Linked DNA regions of Mus musculus: all the other regions are linked to region 1. A link is a contact called in public Hi-C and promoter capture Hi-C data. All regions are on one chromosome and are shown on one strand. Each heading gives the region's core, a stretch centred on a gene start, on an enhancer-like site or on the middle of the called end of the contact. The rest is flanking DNA. Distances are from core to core; before and after follow the strand shown. Region 1 holds the start of Haus8 (4HAUS augmin-like complex, subunit 8). Region 2 holds the start of Tssk6 (testis-specific serine kinase 6). Region 3 holds the start of Mau2 (MAU2 sister chromatid cohesion factor). Region 4 holds the start of Slc25a42 (solute carrier family 25, member 42).

Region 1 (2,636 bases), core at 95-2,594:
TGATGCCAATCAAAACCAGGCAGCTCCAAGGCCTTGTAGGAGCAGAGAGGCCGGTGACAATAACTTTATAGTTGCTCATGCCACCTCCAGCCATTCCTTGACACCTTAAGATACTGAAGTCTCAAAGACTAGACAATACCCAACAAGGTAAGGAGATACAACCTGAGGGGCTGCTAGGTGGATGTCTTAAAGTGCTGGAAAATGAGCCAAAGAGGCACAAAAGGACTCCCCTATAAAGCCTTGGGAGTTAGGGTCCCTAGAAAAAGAAGGGAGGGTTTGTTGGCAGCTGTGACTCCACGGGGCTGAGATCTCTGCCACCGCTGAGGTATACATTTCCTGTAAGTCATTTAAAAACAAAAAACAAAAAACAAAAAAACGTTTAAGTCCAAGGATGTGACTCTCTTGAGAGAGTGGCTTCCACCCTACCGGCTCCCTTTCTTCTGAAACGCAGTTCGGGTGTCAGAACCCCACCCCCACCCCGCAACCTCCTCTAGAGTCCAGCTACTCTTTTCTTGAGCAGAAAGTGATGTGCCTATCAAAGCAGAGAGAGAACCCAGAGGGCGCTGGGACTCGCCCTGGCGGATCACCCAGCTGTCCGGGAGTGAAGTCAGGAAGAAGATGAATCAAGAGGGGAAGGCGGGGGCGAGTCTCCAGAGGCTGCACCCCGTCATCTCCCTTTCCTCCTCCTCTCCACTCCTCCGGCCCTCTGAGGAACTGTTTTTGCGTGTCTTTCCAGGCCCACTCTTTTAGACGTTCCAGCCCCAACAGTGGGTTGCCACAGACCGTTTCCCATTCTCTGAGAGCCCGGCGCCTCTCTGACACCCTAGGGCTCAGACCGCGAGTGCAGAAGTCCCTTTCCCTAGCACGGCCCCTCGGCTCCGCCTTCCTGGCCTCCCCCGTTTCCTGAGATCCCCCCAGATGCCACCTTAGCCACGTCCTCTCCTCAGCCGCCGCTGAAAGACGCGGTAAGCCCGCCAGTCTCAACCCCCTCAGCGTCCACGCGTCCCCCAGGCCGCATCCTGCCCTCACGTCCCACGACTTCAGGAGCAACCCGGTGCACAACCCCGGCTCGGGTCTCCACTCACGGCCGCCGCGAGAACTTACCTGGACCTCGGGCCGCTGCGCGCCACCGGTCCCCGGCCAGCCTGCCCGCTGCTCCCGGCCGCCCCGCCCCGAAGCGACCAGCCTCGCCCGCCGCTGCACCGTGCGATTTCACTTCCGGGTTCCGGAGGCGCTGAGTGGGCGGGCGCCAACTCGTCGGAGAGGCGGGGCGACTCGAGGTCCCGCCCCATCTAAAGGCGCGCAGCGAACGCCCTCTGCGGTTGGTGCATTCCAGATGCTAAGTGTTCCACAGCTGAGAGGGGCGGGCGCTATGATAGTCACGCCCCTCCCCAGCAGTATTTTAGCCCGCTCAGGTTGGTGCCGGAAGCCCACACGTCTGAGGGACACCTTGGAGCCACGCCCTTTTTCGGCGCTCTTGGCCAGGCTGAACGAACTGTAGCAAGCTTGGAGCCCGCCCCGCGGCTCGCGTGAAGAGAGCACCCTCCGGCTTCCAGCACTACTCCCTGCCTCCTAGCGGGCGGGACCCTGAGACGCTTGCCTTTGAGTGGAAGGCGGGAGAATGGCGGATTCCTCAGAACGGGACGCAGGGTGAGTTGGGATCTCAGAAGGGCGGAATTTAGGGGCTCCTGTGGGTTGGCCAAAGACCAGATCCTGGGCTCACAGGCAGCGGAGCTGGAGAACTGGGATCTTATGAGCCAATGCCCGAATCTCTCCCAGACCAGAAGCCCAGGCTCTGAGCCGCTTCGGTGCGTGCTGGGGAGCTGGGGTCCCAGATGCAGTTCAGAATTGGGGTTGTGCGTGGACTTTGGTGGACATTCTCTCTTTTTCCCCTTGGAGACAGTGGTGTTTTTTGTTTTTTGTTTTGTGTGTGTGTGTGTGTGTGTGTGTGTGTGTGTGTGTGTGTGTATGTGTGTAGCTGATCCGGAGCTCTGTAGACCAGTCTGGCCTTGAATTCACAGAAATCTGCCTGCCAAGTGCTGGGTTCAAAGGCATGTGCCACCACCACCTAGCCTTCCTTTTTTTAAAGGAAAAACGTGACCCTACATGGTAGCACGACTTTAGTCCCAGCACAGACCTTTTCCTAGGCCTCAGGAGCTCTAGGGTTGCTTGTCGCACTCCCCTTTAGCCCTGACTCACTACACCCATGGGTGTTTGCTTAAGAGTCTGAAGGATGAGGGTCACGGGCTATTGTGACTGTATACAGCAAAGGACACTCTGTGAAGGTCAAGTGGGTGAAACAAAGGCTCTTGCCACCAAGCCTCATGATCTTATTTTGATCCATGGGTTTCATATGGTGAAAGTAGATAACTGATGTACTGGCCAGTTTTGTGTCAACTTGACACAGGCTGGAGTTATCACAGAGAAAGGAGCTTCAGTTAGGGAAATGCCTCCATGAGATCCAGCTGTAAGGCATTTTCTCAATTAGGGTCAAGGGAGGAGGTCCCCTTGTGGGTGGTGCCATCTCTGGGATGGTAGTCTTGGGTTCTATAAGAGAGCAGGCTGAGCAAGCCAGGGGAAGCAAGCCAGTAAGGAACATCCCTCCGTGGCCTCTGCATCAGTTCCTGCTTCCTGAC
Region 2 (2,636 bases), core at 71-2,570, 1.4 Mb after region 1:
AATTTATTGCAGGTTCCAACCTGGAACTTAGCGTGCACGGCTGGCCCACGGTTTCTCTGTAGCATGGCAACCCACCGTGCAACAGCTCATTCTGCGCAGGCGCAATGCTTCTCTCTCTTCTCTTTGCGCCCCTCCCGGGGCCTTCTCGCCAGAAATCGAGGATGCGCATGCGCTCTCCAGCAATCAGTTTGTGCAGGAGGAATCAGAACCCAACAGCAGGCCTCAGAGGGCCGCCGCCGTGGGGGAAGGGGAAGGGACAGGACGCGTGCGCAGTGGCGCGCGGCGACTTCGCGGGTTTCCCGAAGCTCGCCCTTCGCGCGTGCGCCGCCCTGGCTCTGTGCCTGGTGCGGCGGGAACAGCGAGAACCCCGGCTCCTAGCCGGAGTCCCCGGCCCGCAGCCAGCCATTGCGCGCCACCTGGCCCGCCGAGGGCCGGGCAGACGGGCTGAACTGTAGCAGCTCGGCGATCAAGGATTTGCATCGTTCCGACAGTTCGAGGCCGTCAGGGTAGAGCACGCCGCGCTTCTGGCGCCGGGGTAGGCCAGCAATGTCCGAGTCGTCGAAGGGCATGCACCCGGTGACCATGACGTAGAGCACAACGCCCAGGCTCCACACGTCGTATTTCTTAGGGTCGTAGGGGATGCCCAGGAGCACCTCAGGTGACGCATACGCGGCCGAGCCGCAGTAGGTGGTGCTCAGGTCTGGGTAGCCGTGCGCCTGGCGGCCGAAACCGAAATCCGTGATCTTGACGCGGCGCTCGTCAGGGCTTAGCAGCACGTTTTCGCACTTGAGGTCGCGGTGCACCAGGTGGTGGTCGTGCAGGTAGCGCACGGCGCCCGCGATCTGCGAGAAGAGTTCGCGCGCCTGCGACCCCGGGATGCGCCCGTTGCGCTGCACTGCCTGCAGCAGGTCGGTGGCTGCTGCCTCCATCACGATGTACAGCTTCCCATTGCACACTTCGATGAACTCGAAAACGTGTACGATGTGCGGGTGCCGTACTCCCCGCAGGATGGACAGCTCTCGAGGCAGGAACTTGTTGACGAAGTCCGGAGGCGCTCGCCGGCGGTCCACCACCTTGATGGCCACCGTCCCTTTATACTTCTTGGAGGTGGCCACTTTCACCTTGGAGTAGCTGCCCTCACCTATCGTGCGGCCCAGCTTATAGCCAAGTTCGCTCAGGAGTTTGTCGCCCGACATGGTGGCGCCCGGGGCGCGCGGGGAGCAGGAGGCGGCTGCTGTCGGGGGGCGGCCGGACTCCAATCTCGGGCCTAACCCATGGTGCTTGGCACCTGCACCCCCGTGCCCCCATGTGCCCACTCCCAAGGCCCTACAGCCGCGATGACTTTTATTGCCCGGGTAACAATTTCTGCCTTGTGAAGTGACTGCGGGCGTCACTCGGCCTTGGGGCGGGGACCCTCCCTCCCCCGCCCCGCGGGCTCCCTAAACCCTTCTTAGGCTTTGTGACTCAATCGCCCTTAATGGTCAGTTCCTCGTGAGAAGTCACTGGCGAGGAGACTGCCCACTGATGTGGAACAGGACAAGTCCCTCCCTGAAGTGATGGTGCTCAGGTGGGTGGGAACCAGCCTGTTGCCTCGAGCCTGGCTACCATGGCTCACGAAAGAAAGTAGGTGAACTCCCAAGGTTTTTAGTGCAAGAAACACGCCCGAGAGAGCTCTAGATGCAGACCACAGTTACTCCCTGCCTAGGGCCAGAGGGAGGAGGGACTGACTTCCGGATCGCAGCAAGGCTAGCGTAACGCTTCCAAATTATAGGGAACCTCCTGGGTGACGGAACTTCCGCCACACTCAAAATGGTGGTCGCGCGTTGCCTCACTTCCGCTGGTGGCCGGAAGTTGCGGGTCCTGCAAGTATGGCGGCGTCGAAGGTGAAGCAGGACATGCCCCCGCCAGGGGGCTACGGCCCCATCGACTACAAGCGGAACCTGCCCCGCCGGGGACTGTCGGGTCAGTGTCTCAGTGTCGTCCTGTTCGTCGCAGACCAGGCTTTTGTTATGCGGTTAGACGAGAGAGGGCAGCCTGCGGGCTTCAGAGTGCACAGTGTGAGCGGAGGCTGAGTTGGAATCTTGGTTTTCTAGTGCAGCATCCCGGAAGCCAGAATGTTCATGTCCCCTAGTTTCCAGCTGGCTTCCACGGGCCTGGAAACTAAGCCTGCGAGAAGCACTAACCTGGAGTTTGGAGGCTTTTGTTTTGTTTTAGGCTGGCCTCAAACTCCGTAGCAGAGACTGATCTAGAACTCCTGATCTCTTGCCTTCACTTCCGAAGGCTATGCTCATAGGTATGCACCGTTATACGTATTTTTTTTTTAATGTTTTTAAATTTTTTTTTTTTTTTTTTTTTTTTTTTTTTTTTGCAGATAGGGACTTACTATATAGCCCAGGCTGGCCTCAAACTCGTGGCGACCCTGCCTTTGCCAATGGATTGCTGGGATGACAGACAGGTCCACCCAAGGCAAGATGTGTGTTGATTGTAACATAGCATAGAAGGCTAGTCTTAAACTCTAGCCTCCCTAGTGCTGGTTCCTCTTCTGGCATTCTCTGCCCACCCCCAGCCCCCACCCCCACCGGCTTTCGTGGAGCCCAGGCCAGCCTGAAATTATGAACACCCCAACTCTATGCCTT
Region 3 (2,636 bases), core at 79-2,578, 1.2 Mb after region 1:
ACTACCACCATCTCGTCAGCCCTTAAATTCTAAATGTTGAAAGCAAAACTGACTCCCTAGACACTACCAGAGTTGACACCCCTAATTATTTCCATTTCATTCATAACAATCTCCAAGGAGACAATCCTAGTCCACTCTGAGGCCTATCCAGCCTCTGTGGTGAAACCTCTGCCTTCCTATAGACAGCATCTACTCATATGGAACATCTTGTACTCAAGAAAGACTTTTCATGGAGCCAGAGAGATGGCTCAGAGGTTAAGAGTGCTTGTCACTCTTCCAGAGAATCCAAGCAAACATCCAGGTGGCCTACTATAACTCCAGCTCCAGGTACTCACACACAAAGACATAAAGACAAATGGATTTTTAAAAACTGTTAAGCCTTCCCTGACCTTCAATATATTAGCAGCATCCAACCTCACGTCACGAGAACTAGTTCTTTGCAAAATTTGCTTCCAGGTGCACTGACACGCAAGCTTAGCACAGCGTTTGGCACCCAGCAAGTGTGGAAGCATATGGTGAATGGGCAAATGCATTTCATCCTAGGGGCACAGGGAGAGCTAAACCCGTAACCGTGGGAAACCGCCCTGGCTGACCCAGTGCAGTTCGGAAACGCACATTTCCCACAAGGCAGGACCCAAGCCAAAGGGGACCGGAGGGGCAGGAGGGATGTCCCAGGCTGTCCGCTGTGGATGCCACCGGCCCGAGAGCAGTTTATTGGGAAAGCCCATGCGGTTCCCACCCGGCGCCCAGGCCTTTGAGGGAGACCAGGAGCGCTCCTCAGCCACGGGCGGGGGTTGGGGGGCGAACCCGAGTCTGGGGTCTCGGCAGACCAGAGAAGGGCACACGCAACGTTACTGTAAGTTTCCCTGGGGCTGAGGCGAGAAGTCCGCGTGTCAGGTCCGTGACAGAAAGTAGGGTGAACAGGAGACGTGCAGTCGCGAGAACCCAGGCGGGCGGCGAAGGGAAGTCGGGGGATGTTACCTGCAACATCCCGGTTGTCCATCTTGAGACTCATCCAATCCCACAATGCTCCGGCGCCACCTGAGAAGAGGGAGGCTCTGTTATAGTGCGCTTGGTCTGATGGTAAATGTAGTCCTTCTCCGACAATCTCGTCCAACCCCCTTCTAGGACACCGGGCGTCTTCTCCACAGAAACGCCGGCGTCAGTTCACGAACGTGTATTACTCTCAGTTACGATGATGCAGAGGTATCATCCTCTCCTCAGAGTCTTCCTCAGTCGGAGCCACTTCGAACACACACCATAAGACCCAGAAGTCCTTGCGTAGCAGTTCTCGCGAGAATTGCGGGTCGCCAGGCCCCGCCCCTCAAGGTGCTTCCGCCTCTCTGTGGAGGCGGCTTGTTGTTGTGCGGGCCAAGATGGCGGCACAGGCGGCGGCTGCGGCGCAGGCGGCGGCTGCAGCTCAGGCTGCCGCCGCACAGGCCGCACAGGCCGAGGCAGCCGAGTCGTGGTATCTGGCTCTCCTGGGTTTCGCCGAGCACTTCCGAACATCTAGCCCGCCCAAGATCCGCTTGTGCGTTCATTGCCTGCAGGCCGTGTTCCCCTTCAAGCCGCCTCAGCGGATCGAGGCCCGGACGCACCTGCAGCTCGGCTCGGTGCTTTACCACCACACGAAGAACAGCGAGCAGGCGCGCAGCCACCTGGAGAAGGCGGTGAGTGTGCGGGCCAGGCGGGCGGGCCGCGGGTACCGGGGACTCGATCCTCTCCGCCTCGTCGGGCTTGGGACTTCCGAAGGCCTCGCCCTCACCTGCGGTGACAGACGCGGCTCCGCCACGCCCTCTCACCCGGGAACCGGGAAAGTTGTCCCTCTTCAGCTACTTGGTGCTTGCATCGGGGACCCTCCTAGTCGGGTGGCCGCGGGAACAGGACCCAGAGCGTCAGCCTAGAAGCACCTACCTAAGGAAGAGATGCGAGCTCCCTGACGTGTGAAAGCGAGGTCGCAGGAAATCTGAAAGTCCAGGACTTCTGACAGTCAGGTGTCTAGGTCTGGAGTCCCAGATCCTTGTGGCATGGATATTGGGGAAGGTGAGGCCTTCAGCCTCTTGTTGAACGTTGTTGCCTTGTGAGGACCTGAAGTGCAGAAAGTAGCTTCTAGAGTCACTTGCACCTCGGGGGTCTGGAGGTCAGTCTCACTGTTGGTGGCTTCTTCTCCCACCACGAAATGGTCCATCTTTGAAAGAGTCCCCACTCCGCCTCCAACTTGATTTGTGACGTCTTGGTGCTTCACAGAATTTCAAGAGGTAGCTGTCATTCAGCTTCTCAGTAAGACTTGTTTCTTCTCATGGCAACTGTGTCTCTTCCACACCTCCGCCTCTTTTTTGCCATTTTCCTATCTTTGTTTCCTTGACTATTCAGATGTTTAATGTTCTGACCTGCAGACAGTCTAGTAAATTGCCTTCAGGAGGGGATCAAAATTCTTGTTTCCCACACTGTGCATAGTTAGAGCTTCTAATCCTCACTGAACCAATAAACTTCCTTATTTCAAGAGTGAAACCGTATAGGCTTAGCTAAGTAAAGTGATTTAGCAAAGACCACACTGTGTGAAGTTTGGGTTTTTTGTTTGTTTTTGTGTTGGGGGGGGTTGTCGTGGTCTTACACGATGTAGCAAAGAATTGGTC
Region 4 (2,636 bases), core at 70-2,569, 1.1 Mb after region 1:
GCTTTAATTTTCTTGGCCATGATTTGGGTCGGTGGTCTTTCTCCTTGAATCTGTAGGATTAACATTTACCCATTGAGCCATCTTGCTGGCTCCTTCTGTTTCCACAAAGGGGTCAGGGAGGCAAGATTGAACCTAAGGATTGCTCTGTCCAAGGCTTGAGCAGACTGAGTAACTCAGGTCACTCCGTTCCCCACTGTCTTACTACCCTTTCTGAGGGGGTTCAGAGCTTCAATATACAAATTGAACAGCTAAAGTGCTCTGTAACCTTGGTCAAAGAGCTTGACCTCTCTGTGTTCCCTTTGACATGTGGTTGTATTTATTGTTTGGTTAATTCACCAGTTACCACAAACACAGGGATGTCATAAGATCTCGTAAAGGATAAAGCTTGGACCCAGAGACGTCACTTTCTGAAAGTCAGATCACGTCAGCAGGATTGCACTTTTGCTTCCCATGTTTTGCACATGAACTCAAGTAGCAGAGGAAGGCTGAGTGATCTGAGTTTCTGCCCTTTGTATCATCGGCAGGGGAACAGTAAAGGAGGGACGGGCTGAGAATTAACCAAGAGTGTTTCAACTGTCAAAGTCTAAATTCAGGAAAGAGTAAAGCTTCTGAGCGCCATGGGAACCTGAGGAGTCTGCGCGGAACATACTAGATCATCCAGGGCAGACAAGATAGTTATGGTCTGTACCTAGCGCGCCCACCCCTGGAAGATGCACCGCCTACAGCTTCTGCGATTGGTCCCAGGACCTGTACATCTTTAGTGTCGCAGTCAATCATCGTTGCCCTCCGGGCTACACCCTCCGATCCTCGAGCTTCGCCCTTGCCCAGCGCGCCAGCTTACTCAGAGCGCTGACCTTGCTCTTCAGCGATTGGCTAAGAGGGCTGTTTCCAGGCCCCGCCCCCTCCCTTCAGTTATTGGCCCAAAGCGTTGCTTGTTTTCTGCAGAATCCAATCCTCGCTTCTGTCTCCTTGTGCCCCGAATTCTCAGAAACCAAGAGCCGCCTTTCCTCTTAGCTCCGCCTATACCCCTTGGCAATTGGCCGGAAGCTCTGCCCATTTTCTGCGGGTTCCAATTCTTGAACGCCCCCCACCAGGCCTCTCCGCCTTGTACCCGGTGTAGAACGCTCAGAAGAACCAGGGCCGCCCCTCCATGTAGCCTCGCCCCTTCCTTTAGCGATTGGTTAAAAAGGATGCCCGTCTGTGCCATGCTTACCAATTCTTGCCGTCTCCAGCGCTGATTGGACAGGGCGTGACCAATGGCGGCAGGGCCTGGGCCCCTCCCGGCCTCGAGCTTAGGGCCCGCGCGAGGCGGGGCTGCAGCGGCTGAGGCGGCTGAGGCAGTAGCGGCAGCAGCGGCGACGCGTCCGGGCAGGTGAGCGCGACCCAAGGAGTGCAGGCGCCAAGGGGCGACGCGGGGTGGCGGGGTTCTCGCGGCCCGGGCTGGGAGGAAGCGCGGCATGGGGCCGTTTCGTTGTGACAGCAGTGTCGCGAGCGTGGAGAGGTGACAGATCCCCTCACACACCCTGTGTTTCGCGCGTCCTCGGGGTCCCCACGGCCAGGCCGAACCCTAATTTCACACCGAGCTGCCCTGAGAGTGACAACCCCTGTGAGGCCAAGGTGGCCGCTTACGCACCCAACATGCGTGCCTCGCAGACCTGATCTTCCTCAGCCCGCTGCGTGTCCTTCCTTTGGAACCCGGGTGGACGCTTCGGGTGCAAGCTTCGGGTGCCACCCGGACGCGGCTGCTACACACGTGCACCTGCGTGCCTCTCCCCGTCCCTGTCGCGCAACCATCGCTTCACTCCCAAAGCAAAGTCCACCTAACTTGTGGTTTTAAATTTTTTATTTTCGTCCCCCGTGTAGTGCGAGTGGTGGCTTGGTTTTGGAAACCGTGTTTCACTGTGTAGAGCCAGCTGGTCTGGAACTCACAGAGATCTCCCTGCCCCTGCCTCCCAAGTGCCAGGATTAAAAGTGTGGGGTACCACCTGGTCTGTTATTGCTTTAACAGGGCTTTTAAATTTATTTCTAGCATTTCATTTTATTGTATTTATTTATTGATTAGTTTTGGAGTCAAAGTCTTGCACTGTAACCCAGGTTGTCCTTGAACTTTTATAAAGAGTGCTTGAGGTCAGGTGAGATGGCTCAGCAAACTGAGTTTTTGGGAACTGCCAAAAGTTGTCCTCTGATCTCTACATGGGCTCTGTGGCACACACGTAAATACACACACACACACACACACACACACACACACCACAATATGTATATGTATATGCATATAAAATCACTTCTTGACACAGCATGATGTTATGAGTCATCTGTGCACTGAACAGGTAGAGGTAGGATCAGAAGTTCAAGGTTACCTTGGCTACACACAGTGAATTTGAGTAGCCTGGTCTGTTTAAGACCTTGTTTCACAAAAAGAAAGGAAAGAAAACTAATGAGCAAACAGTGCATAGACGGGAGTGGAGTTGGTAGAGTGCTTGTTTGAAGTTGGGGGTTCCATTCCTAGCACCAGAGAAACCAGGTGTGGGGGTACACACTTATCATCTCAGCAGGGGGATCTGGAGTTCATGTCCAGCCTGGGCTACTCAGAGGCCCTGTCTCAAAGACCAATAACAAACAAAAATCTCAGGGCT

What was found. Promoter capture Hi-C pulls out the DNA fragments that hold promoters and counts their contacts. Hi-C and Micro-C count contacts between places; a contact is called where the count stands out from the background. Capture Hi-C pulls out chosen DNA fragments and counts their contacts.
Region 2: a Hi-C map of uterus shows a contact between it and region 1, with 4 times the contacts expected there. The contact joins the promoter of Tssk6 here to the promoter of Haus8 in region 1. A contact is called at or near these places in 3 of 39 promoter capture datasets (hippocampal neurons, liver and pre-B cells) and 1 of 484 Hi-C or Micro-C datasets (uterus).
Region 3: a contact with region 1 is called in a promoter capture Hi-C map of liver, with 2.2 times the contacts expected there. The contact joins the promoter of Mau2 here to the promoter of Haus8 in region 1. A contact is called at or near these places in 1 of 484 Hi-C or Micro-C datasets (B cells) and 1 of 9 other capture datasets (liver).
Region 4: a contact with region 1 is called in a promoter capture Hi-C map of pre-B cells, with 3 times the contacts expected there. The contact joins the promoter of Slc25a42 here to the promoter of Haus8 in region 1. A contact is called at or near these places in 1 of 39 promoter capture datasets (pre-B cells) and 1 of 484 Hi-C or Micro-C datasets (CD4 T cells).

What each region holds. Positions count from the first base shown.
Region 1 is chr8:71,271,298-71,273,933 of GRCm38.p6, reverse strand. Haus8 (4HAUS augmin-like complex, subunit 8) reads left to right here and starts at 1,344. Exons shown (of 11, transcript NM_001163042.1): 1 at 1,344-1,650. The coding sequence starts at 1,622. Myo9b (myosin IXb) reads right to left here and starts at 1,220. Exons shown (of 40, transcript NM_001142322.1): 1 at 1,105-1,220.
Region 2 is chr8:69,900,868-69,903,503 of GRCm38.p6, reverse strand. It overlaps Tssk6 (testis-specific serine kinase 6), which reads right to left and starts at 1,320. Exons shown (of 1, transcript NM_032004.2): 1 at 1-1,320. The coding sequence starts at 1,196. The coding sequence ends at 375. It overlaps Ndufa13 (NADH:ubiquinone oxidoreductase subunit A13), which reads left to right and starts at 1,484. Exons shown (of 5, transcript NM_001382215.1): 1 at 1,484-1,567; 2 at 1,772-1,962. The coding sequence starts at 1,869.
Region 3 is chr8:70,041,426-70,044,061 of GRCm38.p6, reverse strand. It overlaps Mau2 (MAU2 sister chromatid cohesion factor), which reads left to right and starts at 1,328. Exons shown (of 19, transcript NM_001376946.1): 1 at 1,328-1,670. The coding sequence starts at 1,377. It overlaps Sugp1 (SURP and G patch domain containing 1), which reads right to left and starts at 1,275. Exons shown (of 14, transcript NM_027481.3): 1 at 982-1,275. The coding sequence starts at 1,015.
Region 4 is chr8:70,210,964-70,213,599 of GRCm38.p6, reverse strand. It overlaps Slc25a42 (solute carrier family 25, member 42), which reads left to right and starts at 1,319. Exons shown (of 8, transcript NM_001007570.2): 1 at 1,319-1,372.